Regions from separate parts of the Cricetulus griseus genome. Here region 1 is linked to region 2. Evidence: chromatin contacts called from public Hi-C data. All regions are on one chromosome and are shown on one strand. The core of a region is the stretch at or near the end of the contact, and the rest is flanking DNA. Distances in the headings are between cores, read along the strand shown. Region 1 holds the start of Snx18 (sorting nexin-18). Region 2 overlaps LOC113834187 (chondroitin sulfate proteoglycan 4).

Region 1 (4,381 bases), core at 790-3,289, 260 kb after region 2:
TCTGCCCCAGTCCACAAGATTATAGACAGAGCAGCTGATTTCCCTGCCTATTCAAATTCTCAAATGACAACTACATGGAGTAGCTTCCCTGTCTACAAGGAGCAATCTAGCAAGCCACTGGACACTCTCTAAGGAAAGTCCCAACAGTCCATAGCCCTAGGGGTCCCCAGACACGGAGAATGAACCAGAACCTGAAACCAGTGAGTGGTAGGCCAATCACAGTCATTGCTTTCATCCTGAACAAAATATCCCACGCCACCAGCTCTATAGGCCAGGCTTTACCTTTCTGAACATGGATGATGTCTGGGAAGTTGGCCAGGTGCCCCTGATACAGTGCTAACAGGTCCATGACTGGGTCCAGGTCCTGCCTGGGCTGTTCAGCGAAGAGTTCGCCGATGGCATCGTAGGCATCTCCGGTGAAGGCGATGGCCTGGTTCAGACCCACTGAGAAGGCCTGCTGATCCAGTTCAAAGGCTTGGCTGAGGCCTCGGAAGGACTGGCCCACCTTCTGATACTCCTTCTTGAAGCCAGTCACCTGCTTGCGCGCAAATTCGTTGGCAGTGTGGTTGAGCTGCAACGCGCTGTCGTCCATCTTTTTGGTGAAGGACTTGAAGCCATCGATCTTGCTCTCCACCTCCTGCAGATCCAGGGCGGCGGCAGGGGGTGTGCTCAGAGTGAGGAAGAAGTTGGCACCCACCATCTCATCCTTCTCAGCCTTTCGCTTACCCTGTTTCCAGGCCTTCTCGTCCGTGCTGCTGGGGCAGGTCAGAAAATGCTGGAAGACATCACACTGTGCCAGCACCGGGTGGCTGGCCATGTGATTCATCCACCAGATCAAACCCTTCCTGCGCTTGGAGATGAAGTCCTCCTCGAAGCGCCCGGTGGCCTGCTTCTCAGGTAGGTGGGGCACCGAGATGACCGGGAACTTCTCGGCCAGGCGCGCGTACAGCCAGTCAAAGTGCTTATAGCGCCTGTGCACGGGCACCTGGGTGTGCGTGGGCACCAGCTTGTAAGAGATGTAGCTCTTCATGCCCTTGAACTTGGTCTGCTTGGTGGGGTCGTCGATGGTGCACTGGAAAGGGTAGGGGTTCTCCTGCCACTCAGGGCCATAGGGCCCCAGCACCACGCACAGCTTGTCCCCATCCTTCACGAAGCCCGATGCCTCGCCCAGCACGAAGGCCTCCCCGCCCGACTTGACGAAGGTGGAGAAACGATTGAGGTTACGGCTCACCGTGGCTGAGCTCTTGGCTCCAGACCCTTGATGCTGCTGCGGAGGCGCCGAAGCGCCGCGTGAGCCCAGCGACAGGTCAGAGCGTGTGGACAGGCGGTAGCGACCAGCCATGCCGCCGCCAGCCGACGACGAGCCGTCGAGGTCCGGGTACGCGCCGCTGCCCAGTGCGCCCGGCTCGTCGGCCACCGTGGAGCTGTCGTCCCACTCGTCGTCCCAGTCATCGTCGCTGCCCTGGCTGGCCTGGTAGCCGCCGTAAAGCTGCTGCGGCGACGGCTGCAGAGCGCCCCCGCCGTACGAGAAGCTGGTGCCCGATGGCTGGAAGGACCCCGGCGACGCCTGCGGCTGCAGCAGCGGCTGGAAGGCGGCGGGCGGAGCGGCAGGCAGAGGTTCGAAGCCACCGGGCGGCACGTTGGCATAGCGGGCCGGCACTCCAGGGCCGCCGTCCGCAGGGGGGCCGGGCTCGGGCGCGCGGATCACCTGCACGTACGAAGCCGGGAAGAGGCCACGATCGCCTCGGCTGTTGACCCCTTCGAGCCAGCCCTCGATGTCCTGCTCGCTGCACAGGCTCAGCACCTCGTGCTCCCGCAGGGAAATTTCTCCCGGGTTCTCCGACCTGAAGTCATAGAGTGCCCGGGCGCGCAGCGCCATGGTCCCGAGCCCGGAGCCCCGAGCTCGGGCCGGCCCGAAGGCCCCGCGGTCAGTACCCGCGCCCCTGTGCGCCCAGGGGAGCTCTGAGGCCAGTGCACGGTCCGCTCCCCTCTCCGCTCGCGCCCTCCGCGCCGATCCGCTCTGCTTGCAGCCAGGACTGCGGCTTGCTCAGGGCCGCCGCCGGCGGCTGGGGGCGGGGCCCGGGCCTCCCACGTCCCCAGCGGAGCTAATCCATTGCCGAGAGCCTCGTGCCAGACAAAAGCAAGAGATAGCCGAGCAGCTCTGCGCCGAGGACGGCGCCGACTCCGCGGCCGCGGCTGCCCCCTCGTGGCGGGTGTGGAAAAGGGGCGCGCTTGGGTGGACCACGCGGCGAATGGATTTGTTTTTGTTTTCTTTTCAGAAGTGAATTCTCTGAAGTTGTTTCGTTTTTCTAGTCAAAAAACATCTCTTGGAAAGTGAGTGTTTGTATCCACGATAGCCGTTCCCTCTCTGACGGTTCGGACAGAATGTTCCTAAAATGGCTTAGTCCCACGTGTGTAATAAAGACTTTCACAATGAAGATTAGCTTTTGCACTGATAAGGATGTCCTTGCCAGGGGTGTGTTCACTGGAGGTACAGCTCCTTTCCTTCCTGTACCCTCTGATCTTGTTGGCAAGGAGAGGAGACGGGAAGGTCGTTGTTTGACAAGGGGCAAGCGTGGTGCAGGGAGAGAGGAGCTGAAAAGTTTCCAGCAAGTGTGCAGAGAGCTGGCACTCGACATGTGCGCAAATGAGAGCTCAGCTTCGGAGCTACGCTGCAGGTGTTATTCCCTGTTCTGACATTACTAGCTCGATGACCTTGAGCGAGTTACTTGCATTGCACTTAACTCCTAGAGTTGTGTGGATTCAGTGACAATCTTATCTTACAGGTGAAGGAAATGATGTATGCGGTAAGCTCAGTCCAGTTGTTTGCTTTGCAGTTAGTGTTATCTAGGGAAGCACAATTTCTGACCTCTTTCCGAAAGAGATTAAGGGTCCTAAAATTGCAGTTACAGGTGTGATACACAATAGGAAAGATCCTCATGTTCACACCTTTACATTTCCTCCGAGGATACTGATCACTCTTCTCCTCAATAAATTTATAGTTAAGTAGACCCAAGCTCACTTCCTAAGATTTTAATCAACCCCAGTCTCTGAGAGTTGCCTTGTTTTATCTTTTTCCTTCGATATATAATTTGCGCAAGGCTTACTTTCTCATACTGCCCTTACTGAGTCTAGCCCCATCCTTTGAAGGAAACCCTAACTGGAGGCCTCCAATCACAAGTCATTCATCTCAACCTGTAATCTGACCCTTTCTATGACAATCTGGGTATCTGATCAGAATTGTCCATTATCCTAAGGACTGTGGTAATCTAAGCTTCCTGTTGTAAGCCCCTAACCAGCACACCAGATTCCCACTGTGCCTCCTAATGCATAACCTTAACTCAGAAGGTAATTCTGAAGTGCAGCCTTTTCGGTATGTGACAGTTCTCATGCAGCAATCACTGGGATTCTATTTTATCACTTGGAATGATCAGAAACATGAAGACACTAACTAAGCAGCTTATATCATGTAGGAACTCGAGAGATGTTCATCTGCAATGTTCCAGACAGAACACAGTGGAGTCAGTAAACTTTAGATTCAAGAGTTAGTTGCCTTAGCTTCGGGCTTATCTCAGGTTGAACCAACTGTGGAAGCAATAGCTAAAGACCTCCAGGGTGTTGAGTCTATTGATAGCCCAATGGCACACACATCTGTGAGAGCTCAGCATGTGAGAGCCAGGTTAAGGACTTTATGCTTTTTAGTCATAAGGGTTTGGGAGAGATGCTAACAAACTGTCATGGCGTTTTGCCCTGTGGTCAGAATGGTAGGGAATACTCTACCCCTAGCAGGCCATGGATATGGAGGAATTATACTTAATTAATAATTTATAATCATTCACCCAGGGAGTGAATAGAACAATGCATTTATAAAACATATGTCTAGAAGACAGTTTCTTACACTGCAGGTTAAAACCCCGTACAGAGGCCACATAACTGAATGTGGGGTCATGAAAAAAATTAGCGACAGTAAAAATTTCCTGGACAGGCAACAAACAGAAATAATTAATTCAGAATCAAATACATAATGGATCTGAAATGCTTCTAGCAGCACTCAACTATGTCGCATGTTCAACTTCACTGCAGCCTTGGTTTGAAGACACTACTAGCCCACTTTGCAGGTTGCCTGCCTGCCATCAGACATGCAATGCCAGTGAATACTGCCCATGTGTCCTAGCTGTGATTTAAGACCATTTCGTATTGTGAGCAGTGGTGATTTTAGTGTGCATATAAAGTTCTTTGATCTAATAGGACCATAATAGAGAATTGTTTCATGCCGACCTTCCTCACCATGTATGTGTCAGATTCCCTTTAGACTCTGTTCCAGTGATTTTACTACTGCTGTTTAAAATTCTGACTTAAGTTAATACACATTCGTTAAATG
Region 2 (4,201 bases), core at 1,685-4,184:
TAAATTTTGAAGTAGGCAAATCTGGGTAAGAGTCATGACTCCACTGTTGGTGGTGTGAGGTGGGAAAGTTAATATTGTCCTAGAAAACAAACACTTAATATCAGGAAGTTGCAGACAAAAATAATATTGTCCTAGAAAACAAACACTTAATATCAGGAAGTTGCAGATTGCTGTATCTATTGGATTGGTCTGTGGGTGTGTCTCTGGGGGGTTGTCTCAAGTTCACTGATATAGGAATACTGTGGGTAGTGCCATTCCCTAGGCAGGGAGTCTTGAACTATTTAAGAGTCAAGAAATAGAGCTAAACATAAGCAAGTGAGCAAGCAAGATGTATTTATTTATCTCTGGCTCTGATTAGGCTTAATGTCTGCTTATTTGTAAGTGTACATGTAAGAATGGTCCTTGAAGTAGATAGCAGTTAAAAGAGACCACCATAATCAATGTACAGATGACTGGAGTACTCATCCCAAAATCAGACATTCATGTCACATCCTGTCTTAGTTATGGTTTCTATTGCTGTGAAGAGACACCATGACCATGTCAGCTCTTATAAAAGGAAACATTTAATTGGGGGCTGGCTTACAGGCTCAAAGATTTAGTCCATTAGCATCATGGCAAGAAGCATGGTAGAGTGCAGGCAGACATGGTGTTGGAGAGGGACTGGGAGTTCCATACCTGGATCCTCAGGCAGCAGGAAAGAAGAGTAAAACACTGGGCCTAGGTTGAGCTTCTGAAACCTCAAAGCCCACCCTCCATAGGGACACACTTCCTCTAACAAGGCCACTTCAATAAGGTTACACCTCCTAAGAGTGCCATTCTCCATGGTGGCCGTTTTTATTCAAGCCACGACAAAAACCTAAAGCTGTGAGGACCAGAGCTTCATGGTAGGAAGCATGGCAGCATGCAGTTAGACATGGTGCTGGAGAAGGAGCTGAGAGTTCTACATCTGGATCCATAGGCAGCAGGAAGAGAGAATAAGACACTGGGCCTGGCTGAATTTCTGAAACCTCATAGCCTATCCCTAGTGAGACACTTCCTCCAACAAGGCCACATCAACTCCAACAAGGCCACTCCTCCAAATAGTGCCACTCCTTATGAGCTTATGGGGCCACTTTCATTCAAACCACCATGCATCCCATCTTTTTATAAGAGGGAATGGCAAGATTGGTAAAATGAAGGAAACAGTGTTTTCCAGACATGGCAGGACAGATGCACATATGAACCCACAGCAATTGTGACAGCTTGCACAAGCTTTTGAAAGCTCTGGCCAAACAAAATCCCAACATAGACTTGTAATCCCATGCTTAGCTGAAGAGCTATTGACATTTGATAGCTACTGGGAGAAGGACAGTCAGTTTCTTTTAATGATATGCCCCCTGATAGGCTGACCACACCCTAGGGCAGGCCCCAGCCCCTAAAATAGCTGAGCAACACAAACTGGATTCAACGGAGAAAGGAAATATTCAATTTGTAAATGTCAAATAAAAACAAAAATGTGTATTTATGGATTGTATATTCAGCAGTATAATACTACTTATGTATGTGTGTATACATGCTTGGATATATATTACTTTGTACATTTTTGATACATTCTGTCATTTAAAAAATTTGTCATTCCTTTTCAGTTAGGAAACTAAAACTCAGGGGGAAATGAGGTTCCTGATTAGGGGTTGGCTGTGAATTAATTGACTTCAATTCTAACAATCTCCTCATGCTTTGTTCCGTGTGCTTTTTTTGAGGTAGGATTTTAAACATCAACTTTTTTTTTTAACTTAAAGGGTGTTGTTGTTGTTATTTGCTGTCTAAATGGTGTTGGGGTTCCCAGGGCTTTGCTCATGCCAGCCAAGTACTTTCTCTTATTTTCTAAGTAGCAAGTGTGTGGCCCATCATGCCACAGAATGGCACAGCACATCACCATTTATGACTGACCATTGACCAAGCAGCAAAGGCCCTTTGTTGACAGTGGTGGCCAGATGGGTGACAGGGAGGAACAGGAAGAAAGGAATAAAAGTGAAATCTGAAGCAGTAAACCCTGACCTCAATTTATGAAGCATTCCAGGACCTATTAATCCACATGTAAACAGGCCAGGGGCCCAACAGGGGCTAATGTAGGTAGCAGGCCTCTCGAATTGTTAAAAAAACGGCTGGAGTTTCAGTATTTGGTATTATTTGTTTAAGGCAATGGGACATAGGAATACGACCTGTAGTGCTTCAGTTATCTTGTGGCTTGGTGAGTTATTTAGCCTCTGCATCTCATGAGGAAGGTACTTGTGTCTTTGGGACATGTTAGTGTGAGTTTTCTTTGCAGTCTTTACCCCGTTCTCCTTGAATGCTATGTACTGGCTAGCACACATCTGAACCTCCCATTTTCAGTCACAATTGTCTATCTCCCCCACACAGGCTCTCCTGTAGCAGTTCCCACAGAGGTTGCTTGCAGAGTCATCTGACAAGTGACCCATTAGCTACTGGAAGACGCTATAGCTGTCAACGATGGTTAAACACTGCTATAAAAATTTACATCTATTGAATGTTCACTGAGTCCTGGTCCCTTCTGTAACTGGTATTGTTTTCATAGTCCTCCCAAGGCACTGCCAAAGGCATTAAAGCATAGTGTAGTCATAAAGGAAGGAGTGACCTTGAAGCCAAGTGTCTCTGTTCTGGATGCTCTCTCCACCATGAAGGATGATTCTGGTCAGAGAACACTGAAATTGTGGAGGGAAGATCTCTCCCAGGATAGCACCTTTCTAAGGGAGCATGTGTGTTTGGGGAACCAAGGCCTCCCCTAGGTGGGATTGGCAGAGGCATCCAGGACTTGGCATGCTGTGACTAAGATTTATTTCATGGAAACAAATGAAGCAAAATCAGCAAAGGGAAGCAGCTCACGGGGTGGAGTCCAGAGGAAACTAGGTCAGCTCTCTAAGTGCTTTTCCAGTGAAGTCACACGGGAGGGACACAGTCAATTGGCCCAGTGAGTTGTGACAACACATGTAAAGTGGCTTCTACCACAAAGCTTGTTAGTTACCAAGCGGCCAAGATATTTTCTGGGACTGATTAGGTAGGCATGTGCCTTCTGTCTGGTATGATCCTAAATCCCAGACCCCCAGGAGAAAAGGAGGGGTCCACCACACACCACAGTGCACACACAGTTTAGACATCGTGAGCCCATTATTGTTCAGGGAACATTTTAAGCCAGTATAGAGAACTGGCTAACAGTCTCAGGTGCCAACCTAGGGCCAGGCCACAGGTGGATCTCTCCAAGGAGAAGAATCTTCTGTTCACTCCTATGAACTCCTCTGAACATAGGCATGGGGTTGTTACATGATTTGTTTGTATGCATATTAGAGGGAGGAGTCTTCTTAGTCAAGGAGTATTCTAGAACAAAGGTGATCAGTCTGAAGGAAGCCTGCTGTGAAAAAACTTGGAGTGGCAGGAATAGATGGTGGGAGAAAGAGAATGAAATCAGCTCCACAAAGAGAGTTGATTTCGGAGCATAGGAACCCTCAGTATGATGCAATTTTGTTCTTTTGGTTTCTAGAGATAATACTAGGAAGCAGCTGACATTTGCAAGCTCCTCCTTCCTTTACGAGCCATGCTCAGCTATAAATGTATCACTTAACTAGATAAATAATTTCTCATTTAACTTTTTCAATAATCCTTGGAATCAAATGAGTTTTATAATAAATATTTGAGGCAGTGAAAGGTGAAGTCACTTGACAAATACCTTACAGTAAGTAAAAGTGGGATTTGAGCCTGGGTAGTCTGAGCTCAGAATCACACCACATAATGGGAATGATCTGGAGGTTACAGGTCCTGTGGTTCCAAATAAGTATTTTAATAATATGTTAAATGAAATAGAATATGCAATACCAAAATACCTTGTGTCTAACACACACACACACACACACACACACACACACACACACACACACACACACACGTACTCTCGCACAGTAGGTTGGTGTGTAAAATGTATTAATTACTTTAGGCAATTGAAAGGCATTGCAAGCTATGAAACTAGCAAAGCCAGATATTTTTTTATAGATGAGCAATGCTTCTCCATGTTTCTGGTGAAACATGACCTTTGTGCATATATGTTTATGCGCGTGTGTGTGTGTGTGTGTGTGTGTGTGTGTGTGTGTGTGTGTGTGTGTGTTTGTTGGATGTGCACATGTATATGGAGAATATAGGTCAACACTGGGTA

The links. A called contact is a pair of places that touch in the nucleus more often than the background predicts.
Region 1: a Hi-C map of the CHO-K1 cell line shows a contact between it and region 2, with 6 times the contacts expected there. The contact joins the promoter of Snx18 here to the enhancer-like site in region 2. A contact is called at or near these places in 4 of 8 Hi-C or Micro-C datasets (the CHO-K1 cell line, fibroblasts and liver).

The regions. Positions count from the first base shown.
Region 1 is chr2:331,444,170-331,448,550 of CriGri-PICRH-1.0, forward strand. Snx18 (sorting nexin-18) reads right to left here and starts at 2,040. Exons shown (of 2, transcript XM_027401442.2): 1 at 283-2,040. The coding sequence starts at 1,879.
Region 2 is chr2:331,178,422-331,182,622 of CriGri-PICRH-1.0, forward strand. The region is part of intron 10 of LOC113834187 (chondroitin sulfate proteoglycan 4); the gene reads left to right. Among named protein-coding and RNA genes, the nearest start is that of Esm1, 110 kb to the left of the region's middle. Within about 2 kb of position 2,935, at least 1 of the 6 cell types and tissues checked has open chromatin away from gene starts, as enhancers often do.